2 separate regions of the Mus musculus genome follow, and region 2 is linked to region 1. The links are chromatin contacts, called in public HiChIP or PLAC-seq maps. All regions are on one chromosome and are shown on one strand. Each heading gives the region's core, a stretch centred on a gene start, on an enhancer-like site or on the middle of the called end of the contact. The rest is flanking DNA. Distances are from core to core; before and after follow the strand shown. Region 1 holds the start of Dnajc9 (DnaJ heat shock protein family (Hsp40) member C9). Region 2 has its middle 20 kb from the start of Saysd1.

Region 1 (4,567 bases), core at 679-3,178:
CCTAACATCTTAAATTGCCAGCTCTCCAGTCAGCTCCAATCGTGAAAGCCAAGACGAAGCAACCATTGCTTTACCAGCAGTCTGGGGTAACTTTCCCAAAGAGCGTAAGCAGGGTTGTTTGCTTCCTTCAACTCCTCAGCTAACATCCCCACTCTTCCTGGTTAGACAGGGATGAAGGGATGAAGAATCAACCGCAAGTCCCAATCCTCAAGTGTAGGCAATTGTGTTCCTCAGAGTGGGGACAGGAGAGACCACCCAGTGGTTACATGGAAACCGGAGGTGTCAAATCTTTGGGAGCTGGAGTTACAGACGGTTGTGAGCCACAACACCCAACCTTGGTCCTGAAAGTTGAACTTGGGTCTCTGTAAGAGGAGTACATGCCCACTGAGCCATCTCTCCATCCCCTTGTGTGTGTGTGTGTGTGTGTGTGTGTGTGAAATAACTATATGTATTTACAGAATTTTTTTTAATTTTTGTTTTCTCCCCCTCTTCTGGGCAGTTTTGGAGAATTAGGGACCTCCCACGTACTAGACAACCAATGCAGCACGGATCCACACAGCGCAGCCTGACCTCAAAAGTGGCAATCCTCAGTTAGCTTCCTCAGTGCTCAAGTACTGGGAGCACCACCCCGCCATTCTACATGTTTAACAGCACACAATCACTGCCATCTTCTACCTGTTCAATAACCACACAAGGCCCACAGCCTTGTAACCAGGCTCCATACAGCAAAGCTACAAGGACTGCCTCGTGTGAAAAGTTTTTCAGAATCACTTGAGGGTGACTTCAAACAGTCCATAAAGTGGAATCATTTTCAGCACAACATACCAAAGTAATCAGGGCTTTCTTCCTGGTCATCTAGTTAGATCAATGCTGCAGGTCAAGCAGTCATATCGCAGCAGTCTATTTCCGTCGCTGTGAATACAGCGAGACCCTTTTTTGAAGCAGCTGAGATGTGCTAGGAACAACACTACTTACCCTCCTTTTCCTTGCATTCATCTTTTGTTTAGACTCTTTGACGAAGGCGCTGTAGGCTGGAATCTCTTTGGATTCAATAGCTTTTTGAATGATGTTTCTTATCCTGGGTTCATCTGTGTACTGTACACAAAGTACAGACTCCATGATCTGGTCCATGTCGCCCTTGAAGTCCAGATAGGCCTGCTTAATATCGTTTAGCTCTTCTTCGGAGCCTTTGTATGTCTTTTCAAAAGCTTGGATATCCTCTAGCGATATCTAATAACAAAGAAGATTGCTTTAACTTCGCGAATTGTTCTTGTGGACTGAATGATGAGAATTAGTCAAAGCCACTAAAGCTCTTTACCTTTTTAAAGAGTAATCTCCAATATGCATCCCAGTCCCGGTCTTGGTTGAGGCCAGCAGAGTCTTCGTCCACTGTCCCCTGTTCATCGTACACTGCTTTCTGTTCCTTGTCACTCAGAACCGCGTAGACTCTTCCCAAGATCTGTAAGCAGAGTATCCAAAAGTCATCCTGAACCTCCCACCGAAACAGGGCAGCTAGAAAAGCTGAAAAATGCCAGGCCGAGGATCAGCAGTGCGCTGTCCTAGGAGCAGGGGCCCCGCGAGAGCACAAGTCCGGGCAGCAGTCCGAACGCGGGCCCACAAACCTGGAAGCGGCGGGTGGCGTCCTCTTTCTGGTCCTCCTCTACTCGGTCGGGGTGCACTTGCAGGGACACTTTGTGGTAGCCGCGTCGGACCTCGCCGTCCGAAGCCTCGCGCCGCACGCCCAGCACTTGGTAGAGGTCGGCGGTGCCAAACACCTGCTCGCACAGCTCCAGCAGCCCCATGCCAGGGAAGAGGCTGCTCCGCGAACCCGGGGAAGCTGTAGCCACAGCCGCTCTGCTGGACAGCGGACCGCCGGCCGCCTTTTCCCGCCCAAATAACTCTGGGCGCCTGCGTCACAGGAGAAGCGCCGGGGGCGGGGCCAGCCGCACTTTACGGCAGCCGCAAAGCAGCCTCGCTCTCGCCCGCGAAGTAAAATGAGACGGCGGTGGCGTCTTCTGGAGAGGAGGCACGCCCCACCCGGTGCCAGCCACTACTGCGCTTCCTCCCAGTTCCCTGCACAGCTCAATGATACATGAGAGTACGGTACAAGACACAACGAAAGTTTTCCGAATAGAGAGCGGATGCTCGGGCTGGAGAGGATGCTCAGCGGGTTGGAGGGCATGCCGCCATACCTGACGACCTCTGGGACCCATACAGTGGCAGGAGAGAACATACTCTGTCAAGTTGTCTTTTGGCCTACACACACACAAACACACACAATCATACACAATCATACAAAATAAGGAAAACTGGGAAACTTGACATGTTCAACCCAAAGGTTAATGTGTTTTTTAAGGTGATACTCAGAGTACAACTATAGGCTTAGATGACTTCATCTGGGATGAATCCCTCAGTCCATGCAGGAATAGCCTGTATCAATCAAAATACACAAAGCACAACTTTTAAGAATGCCTTTTATCTCAAAGGATGTGTATCTTTGGCAGCACAGAATCAGCGCCACTCACCTGCTGCAGTCACCTCACACAGCAATGGAAACTAATTGCACTGACCCACCCATCCTATCATTTTAAATAGTTCAGTGCTTCTTCGGCTTTTCCCCTCCTCGGATCTAAAAATCAAGGCCAACTAAACTTAGTTCCTCTCTTACCTACTTTCAAAGTTCCTTCATGCCCAGTGAAGGAAAACCAGCAGCCACACTGGATGGAGAGCAACCTCTGAATGTACATAAGTAACTATTCTCAGAATCCAGATAAAACAGGCCAGAGCACTACATTCCTAAAGAATGTAGCCTTACTCTAGAACTTAAAACCTACATTAACCAGCACGTAAAAGCAAACCTGTGATTCGTGTTTATAGCTGTAGAATCCCATGGTTCTGGGGCACTGTGAGGCAGACGGTGTGTTTGATTTCATACAGCCTGTCATTTACATACTGAACTCACAATACCTAAACACGACTCTATCATAGACTGTTCTGTGTATGCGTGCACATTCATGTGTTGGTTAGAGTGGGCATGTGCATGCTTTAACACATGGAGGTCAGATACCACCTTAGGTGTCAGTCTTCACTTCCTACCTCATTTGACACAAGATGTCTGTGTTGTTTCTCCACTGTGCATGCCAGCTTGCCCGTGTCTGAGGATTCCTTTGTCTCTCCACCGTCCCATGTCCCTGTAGGATGCTGCTATTGCAGACTCTTTGCTTCCTGTCTAACTAGTACATGGGGTCTAAGGATGTGAACTCAGTACCTCAGAGCTAAGGTAAAAATAAAGCGCTTTACGTCCTGAGCCATGTTCTAGGCTTCCCACTGGCATTTAAAGTGAGCTTTGGAATGGCTGTCTTATCATTTGTTTTTCCTTTCATATAGGCAACATTATATGTAGGAAAATACTTTGTAGGTAGACATACGGAGTTTGAATCCCAAGTTGTTCTCAAGTTATGTTTCCTACTCCTGAGCATAGCCTCCCTCATCTGTAACCGTGGATCTGACTGACCCACAGCTGTGATACAGAACACACAGCGACAGACTCTCAGCCTTTGGATGCACTTCCTTCTGATTACTCTTTAAAGGGTAGCGGAGGACGCCTTCATTCCCGCCACGCAGCAGACAGAGGCAGGTGGCCAGCCTGGCACACAAAGTCAGTTCTGTTCCGGAGAAACCAATCTCAGAAAAGAAAAACAAACAAAAGAAAACAATAAAAAAAAAAAAAAAGGTAAGGCTATTAAAGCCCCAACTTTTCCATCAGAGTCTTTGTATACATGAGCTCATGTGTCAAGGAAACAGACAATACACAAGGCGATTGTCTTCTTCACCTTTGGGATGATCCAAGTGGTTAAGGAAGCATTTGGGCCATGCATAGAAGCCCTCCCTGTAATCCTAGCACTCAGAGGACACTACAAGTTCAAGGTCAGGCTGGTGTATAGATTACATAAAACAAGCTCCACACCAGCCAGGGTTGCAGAGAAAAACCCTGTCTTAAAGAAAACATTTGAATGAGCCAAGAACACTCGGCTGAGGACTCTGAAGCAGGAACGTACTGGATACCAGCAAACTGTAAAGCTGCCCGTGTGACCAGGGCCTAACCCAAAGCCCAAACCTCCCTGTACCCCCTGCATGCCACAAGGTAAGGTAGGAAAGCCAAGCAGGTATCTACATCCAGCTCTAACATCAGACAAAAGAAACCTCTGTCTGACTCCTGCTCAGGCTATGCCAGAGGACCGTGACTTAGAAAACTCCATTTATTGATCCTTAAAACCCAACACAAAACTTTATGCACAAGTTTCACAGGCCCTTGACTTTGCGGCCACGGCAGTGTTCACTGAAGTCAGCTTGCTTCTGTCTCTTTGGCCTCTGACTCTGCTTTCTGAGACGCTAAGAGGACCTCTCGTGCTCTCCTCCTCCGTAGTCTCTCAGCATTGGTGATCATCATTGGATGAAGGGGGAAAAAGCCAGACAGACCTAAAAGCAACAGGATTCTCATTATAATGTAGCTCACATGTAGTTTCCCAAGAGTCTGCTTCCCAGAACTGAAACCCAACACCTGACC
Region 2 (4,567 bases), core at 1,305-3,804, 290 kb before region 1:
CTGTTTACTGGCTTTCTGCCATGGCTTGCTCTGCCTGCTTTCTTATAAAACCCAGGACCACCAGCCCAGGGATGGCACCACCCACAATGGGCTGTACCCTCCCCCATCAAGCACTAATTAGGAAAATGCCCTACAGGCTTCCTACAGCCTCATCTATGGACGGATCTTGGTTGACGCCCCCTCCTCTCTGATGACTCTAGCTTGAGTCAGGTTGACATAAAACTAGCCAGTACACCCGGTCAAGGGTGGTCCTGCCCCCCACTGACCTCTCCTACAAGGTAGTTTGGTAAGTTGTCAGAACTGTGTGAAATCACTCTGGTGGGGGTGGGGGTGAGGGTTAGGGAGTGCTTCTCCCCTCAGCATGAGATTCCTGTAGACAATTTTTAAAAGATTTATTTATTATATATGCAGTGTTCTGCCTACTTATATGCCTGAAGGCCAGAAGAGAGTGCCAGATCTCATTACAGATGGTTGTGAGCTACCACATGGTCGCTGGGAATTGAACTCAGGGTCTCTGGACAAGCAGCCAGTGCTCTTAACCTCAAAGCCATCTCTCCAGTCCTCCTGAATACATTTTGATTCTTTGGTAGCCATTGTTCCAGTAATCTGATAACATAAGACTATCTCTTTAAAATATCTTCTCTTCTGCCAGGATGGTTACAGCAATGGCCAGTGGCTAGCACAATGCCAGACTTCAAGGGTTCCAGGGCATGCCCCCAACTTCAAGATCATATCTTCCTTCTACTAGTCTCTAATTTGTGAGTGGGGTGTGCACACGTGTGTGTTGTGTGGTGTGTGTGTGTGTGTGTGTGTGTGTGTGTGTGTGTGGTGTGTGTGTGTGTGTGTGTGTGTGTGTGTGTGTGTATGTGTGTGTTGTGTGGTGTGTGTGTGTGTGTGTGTGTGTGTGTGTGTGTGTGTGTATGTGTGTGTGTATGTGTGTGTGTGTGTGTGGTGTGTGTGTGGTGTGTGTGTGTGTGTGTGTGTGTGTGTTGTGTGGTGTGTGTGTGTGTGTGTGTGTGTGTGTGTGTGTGTGTGTGTATGTGTGTGTGTATGTGTGTGTGTGTGTGGTGTGTGTGTGTGTGTGTATGTGTGTGTGTGTGTGTGTGTGTGACATTGAGGCCAGAATAAGATATCAAGTATCCTCCTCTATCTGTCTTTGCCATCTTCCTTGTGAGGCAGAGTCTCTTCCTGAACCTGGAGCTTGTGCTTTTCTCTTGGCTTTCTTATAGCAGCCTCAGTGATCCCCCTCGTGCCTCTGTAGTGATCCCCCTCGTGCCTCTGTCCTCCGTTCCCCAGGGCTGAAATTCCAGGTATGTGCAGGACCATGCCAGGCACACTACATGAGTGTCAAGATCTGAACTCTAGTTCTTGCAGCAAGTTCTCTTATCTTCAGAGCCATCTCTCCAGCCCAAATCATCACTCCTTAAAGGTTCGGCCACCTCCCATAGGGACCAAGTCTTACCATACAATGGCTTTGAGGGACATTGAAGACACAAACACTCTCTTAGGCTAAGAGTTTTAATTCTGTCCCTGGAAAGCCATGTTTTGGCTTCTGTCTGTTGACTGTCCATTCATCCTCGAAGCCAGTAGGCTGGCGTCTAACCTGTTTGTGAAACAGCTCTGGCATGGGGGAACCATTCCTTTGCTATGTGTGAGCAATGACATTTACAGCTGGAAGAATGAAAGGGAAATGTTCTTCTTGCTGACCCCTCTTTCTCTAGTGAATAATGTGGTCATGGAAGTCCTTCAGAGGTGTACTCCAGCAGCCAAAGCCCTTGTGTAACTCCTGCAGGAGACACTGTAAATGTCAGACACCCAACAGTTCCATGGAGAGTACACAAAGCCAGCTGCTTAAAGACTGTAAAATTCATTCAAGGGTTTTGTCCTGCACCCAGGGCTGGCTTGGTGAATATGCCACCTACGAAGTCCCATGAGACCCATGATCAGAAAGTTTCTGCCCTTGGTATATTATTAGCACTGTATATTTCAAACTGGCACCGCACAATACAAGTAACAGCTCGTCTTTGGTCACCATTATGATTCTTTACATAGAAGGGCTTTAAATAGTGAAAATACCATGTCAGCTTAAGAAAGGGAAAAGCTTTCAGGTTTTGTTCCCGTGATGGTATTTGCTCTTGCTTTCTGACCAAGGAGCCATGCACTTCCATCTGCACTACATGAAATCAGGGCCATCTCTTGATGGGTCTCCCCATCCCTCTGTGTGTCTCTTTCTTTTTCTCTTTCTCTTTTGCCCCCTCTTCCTCCTCTTCCCGACTCCTCCTTCTCCTCTTCTTATCCTCCTTTTTCTTCCACATGGTCTCATGTAGCCAAGACTGGCCTCACACTTCCTATGTAGCCATAGAGGATCCTGAACTCCTGATCCTCCCATTTGCTCTTCCCAGGTGCTAGAATGACAGGCATTTGCCACCACACCCGTCTTAATGCATTACTGGGGCTTGAACCTGGGGCTTTGTGCACACTTAGCAAGTGCTATACCGGCTAAGCCCAACCCATCTGTCTCCTGGCTCCTTTGCTCTAATCTCTATTTACTTCCCCTCCTACTTTCAGAATTCCTGGAGAGGTTGGGAGACATATCTATTTCCTCCTCCTCCATCACACCCTAGGACAGTCGCCAGCAAGGTTCAGCTATATTCCAGCCCCCTTCTAGCAGGCTCTCTGCTTGTCTGGCATCCAAATAAGTTGGGAAATTTCCAAAATGCTCTAGGAGAAGTGTGTTTAGTCACCCAGACGTTTGCGAAGCCCTGACTTATTGTTCCCTTTCTGAAGGCTCACACAATACAACAGCACACACAGAGATGGCTCTGGGAGGGCCTGCAACAAAGACAGCAGGAAAATGCTCAGACGCACTCTGAGTAACCTGGATTCTCCCAAACTCACTATTTCCCCATCCGATTTCAATCATTTTCTGAGCAGAGCATCTCTGAAGGGCTTCAGGCTCCACAGTGCCATGCCTTGCTCACTGATCAGGCTTGGCTTCCACAGCCTGTGGCTTTGAATCAAGCCCTAACAGGGGCCTAGAAAAGTCTTTTAATCTTCAATTTTATCACAAGTCATATGAGATTAATATCCCTATTTTGTTAGGAGAGTAATGTACATGAGAAGTGTACGTAGTAAGCACATGATAAAGGCAAAGCTGTGTCTAGATTGTTGCTGTTGTTTTAATTTTTAATATTACTATATTCTAGTCAATATGTTCTTGTTTAAAACTGAGTCTTCTTTTGTAACCCAGAATGGCCTCGAGTTCACTATATAGCCTAAGATGGCCTCAAACTCACAACTCTTACAGCTTCTTCCTCTAGAGTGTTGGGGTTGCAGGAGTGTGTTACTATACCAGGTTAGCATGGTTATTATTAACACTCCAAAGAAGGGCTTCCCTTTTACAAGCCCTTGTTGCCCCTGTAGTCACATGCTGCCCGTCTCCATGTCTCCTGAACCATCACTCTCTTCATGTTTTCTTAACTCTCAACTTGGGGCTTGCTATCAAATCAACAGCCCAGCCATTCAAGCCTCAGGTCTGTCTACAGCTCTAGACAGTGCTTTCCTTTCTCGGATCACTCCCCTGGATCAGAAGTGATATAAAAGGTTCAAGGTCTATGCTGGTTAATGTGTCTGTTTACATAGGTTGTAAGGTTAATCTAGGTGTTTGGTTAATCTACATGCTACCATGAAGCATACACACATGCATGCACACATATGATATATATACATATATATATATGTATATATATATGTATATATATATCAGTCGGTAAAGTGCTTTCCAAGATAAGCATAATCCCCAGCTGAGTTTGAGTTCAATCCCCAGGACTCATGTGAAAAGAGCCAGGAATAGTGGTACACACTTATAATCCTAGTGGATCTCTCAGTATACAGTCAGTCTAGCCTTGAACTCCAGATCCTCCCGACTCAGTCTCATAACTGAATGCTGAGACTACACCATAAGCACTGCCATACCCAACTTAAATCCAAACATTTCAGAACCTGAAGATTGTTCTCGTGAGACATTCTCGAAGAACTATTGTGAGGCCAACTTCAACCCTGAGTAACCCTAAGAACATAGGATGACAGAGCCCCCCAAGCAATGTTAGCCATGGAGACATCATTAGTCCATTGTTAGGACAGGAGTGCCTGGAGAGTACTTAGCTCTTCTGAAAGAGACTGGAAGCATAATGTTGCCTGAGCTCAGAAATTTCACAGAAGACAGCAAAATTAACCGCAGAGATGCAGTCACACCACACAGAGATAAAATGAAGATTCTCAAACTGGCCGGGCAATGGTGGTGCACGCCTTTTATCCCACCAGCAGAGGCAGGTGGATTTCTGAGTTCGAGGCCAGCCTGATCTACAGAGTGAGTTCCAGGACAGCCAGGGCTACACAGAGAAACCCTGTCTCAAAAAAAACAAAAACCAAAAAAAAAAAAAAAAAAAAAAAGAATCCTCAAACTGACACATTGTGATAATACTATCTACTCTGAGCAGGGAGAAAAGCGCGTCTGGAATTTTGTGAGTTTTCTTTTTCCATGCTTGCTTGCCTGGGTGGTTTTATA

What was found. HiChIP or PLAC-seq counts read pairs in DNA pulled down with a chosen protein or histone mark.
Region 2: an H3K27ac HiChIP or PLAC-seq map of extraembryonic endoderm stem cells shows a contact between it and region 1, with 2.2 times the contacts expected there. The contact joins the enhancer-like site here to the promoter of Dnajc9 in region 1. A contact is called at or near these places in 3 of 39 promoter capture datasets (the 3T3-L1 cell line, pre-B cells and stem cell-derived epiblast-like cells), 1 of 484 Hi-C or Micro-C datasets (embryonic stem cells), 5 of 115 datasets of contacts at active chromatin or transcription factors (embryonic stem cells, extraembryonic endoderm stem cells, pro-B cells and 1 more) and 1 of 9 other capture datasets (embryonic stem cells).

What each region holds. Positions count from the first base shown.
Region 1 is chr14:20,386,982-20,391,548 of GRCm38.p6, forward strand. It overlaps Dnajc9 (DnaJ heat shock protein family (Hsp40) member C9), which reads right to left and starts at 1,929. Exons shown (of 5, transcript NM_134081.5): 1 at 1,623-1,929; 2 at 1,319-1,459; 3 at 976-1,230. The coding sequence starts at 1,802. Mrps16 (mitochondrial ribosomal protein S16) reads right to left here. Exons shown (of 3, transcript NM_025440.3): 3 at 4,241-4,479. The coding sequence ends at 4,346.
Region 2 is chr14:20,100,762-20,105,328 of GRCm38.p6, forward strand. No RefSeq gene overlaps it. Among named protein-coding and RNA genes, the nearest start is that of Saysd1, 20 kb to the left of the region's middle. Within about 2 kb of position 2,555, at least 12 of the 459 cell types and tissues checked have an H3K27ac peak or open chromatin away from gene starts, as enhancers often do. A contact at or near this core is called in extraembryonic endoderm stem cells, where this site is marked.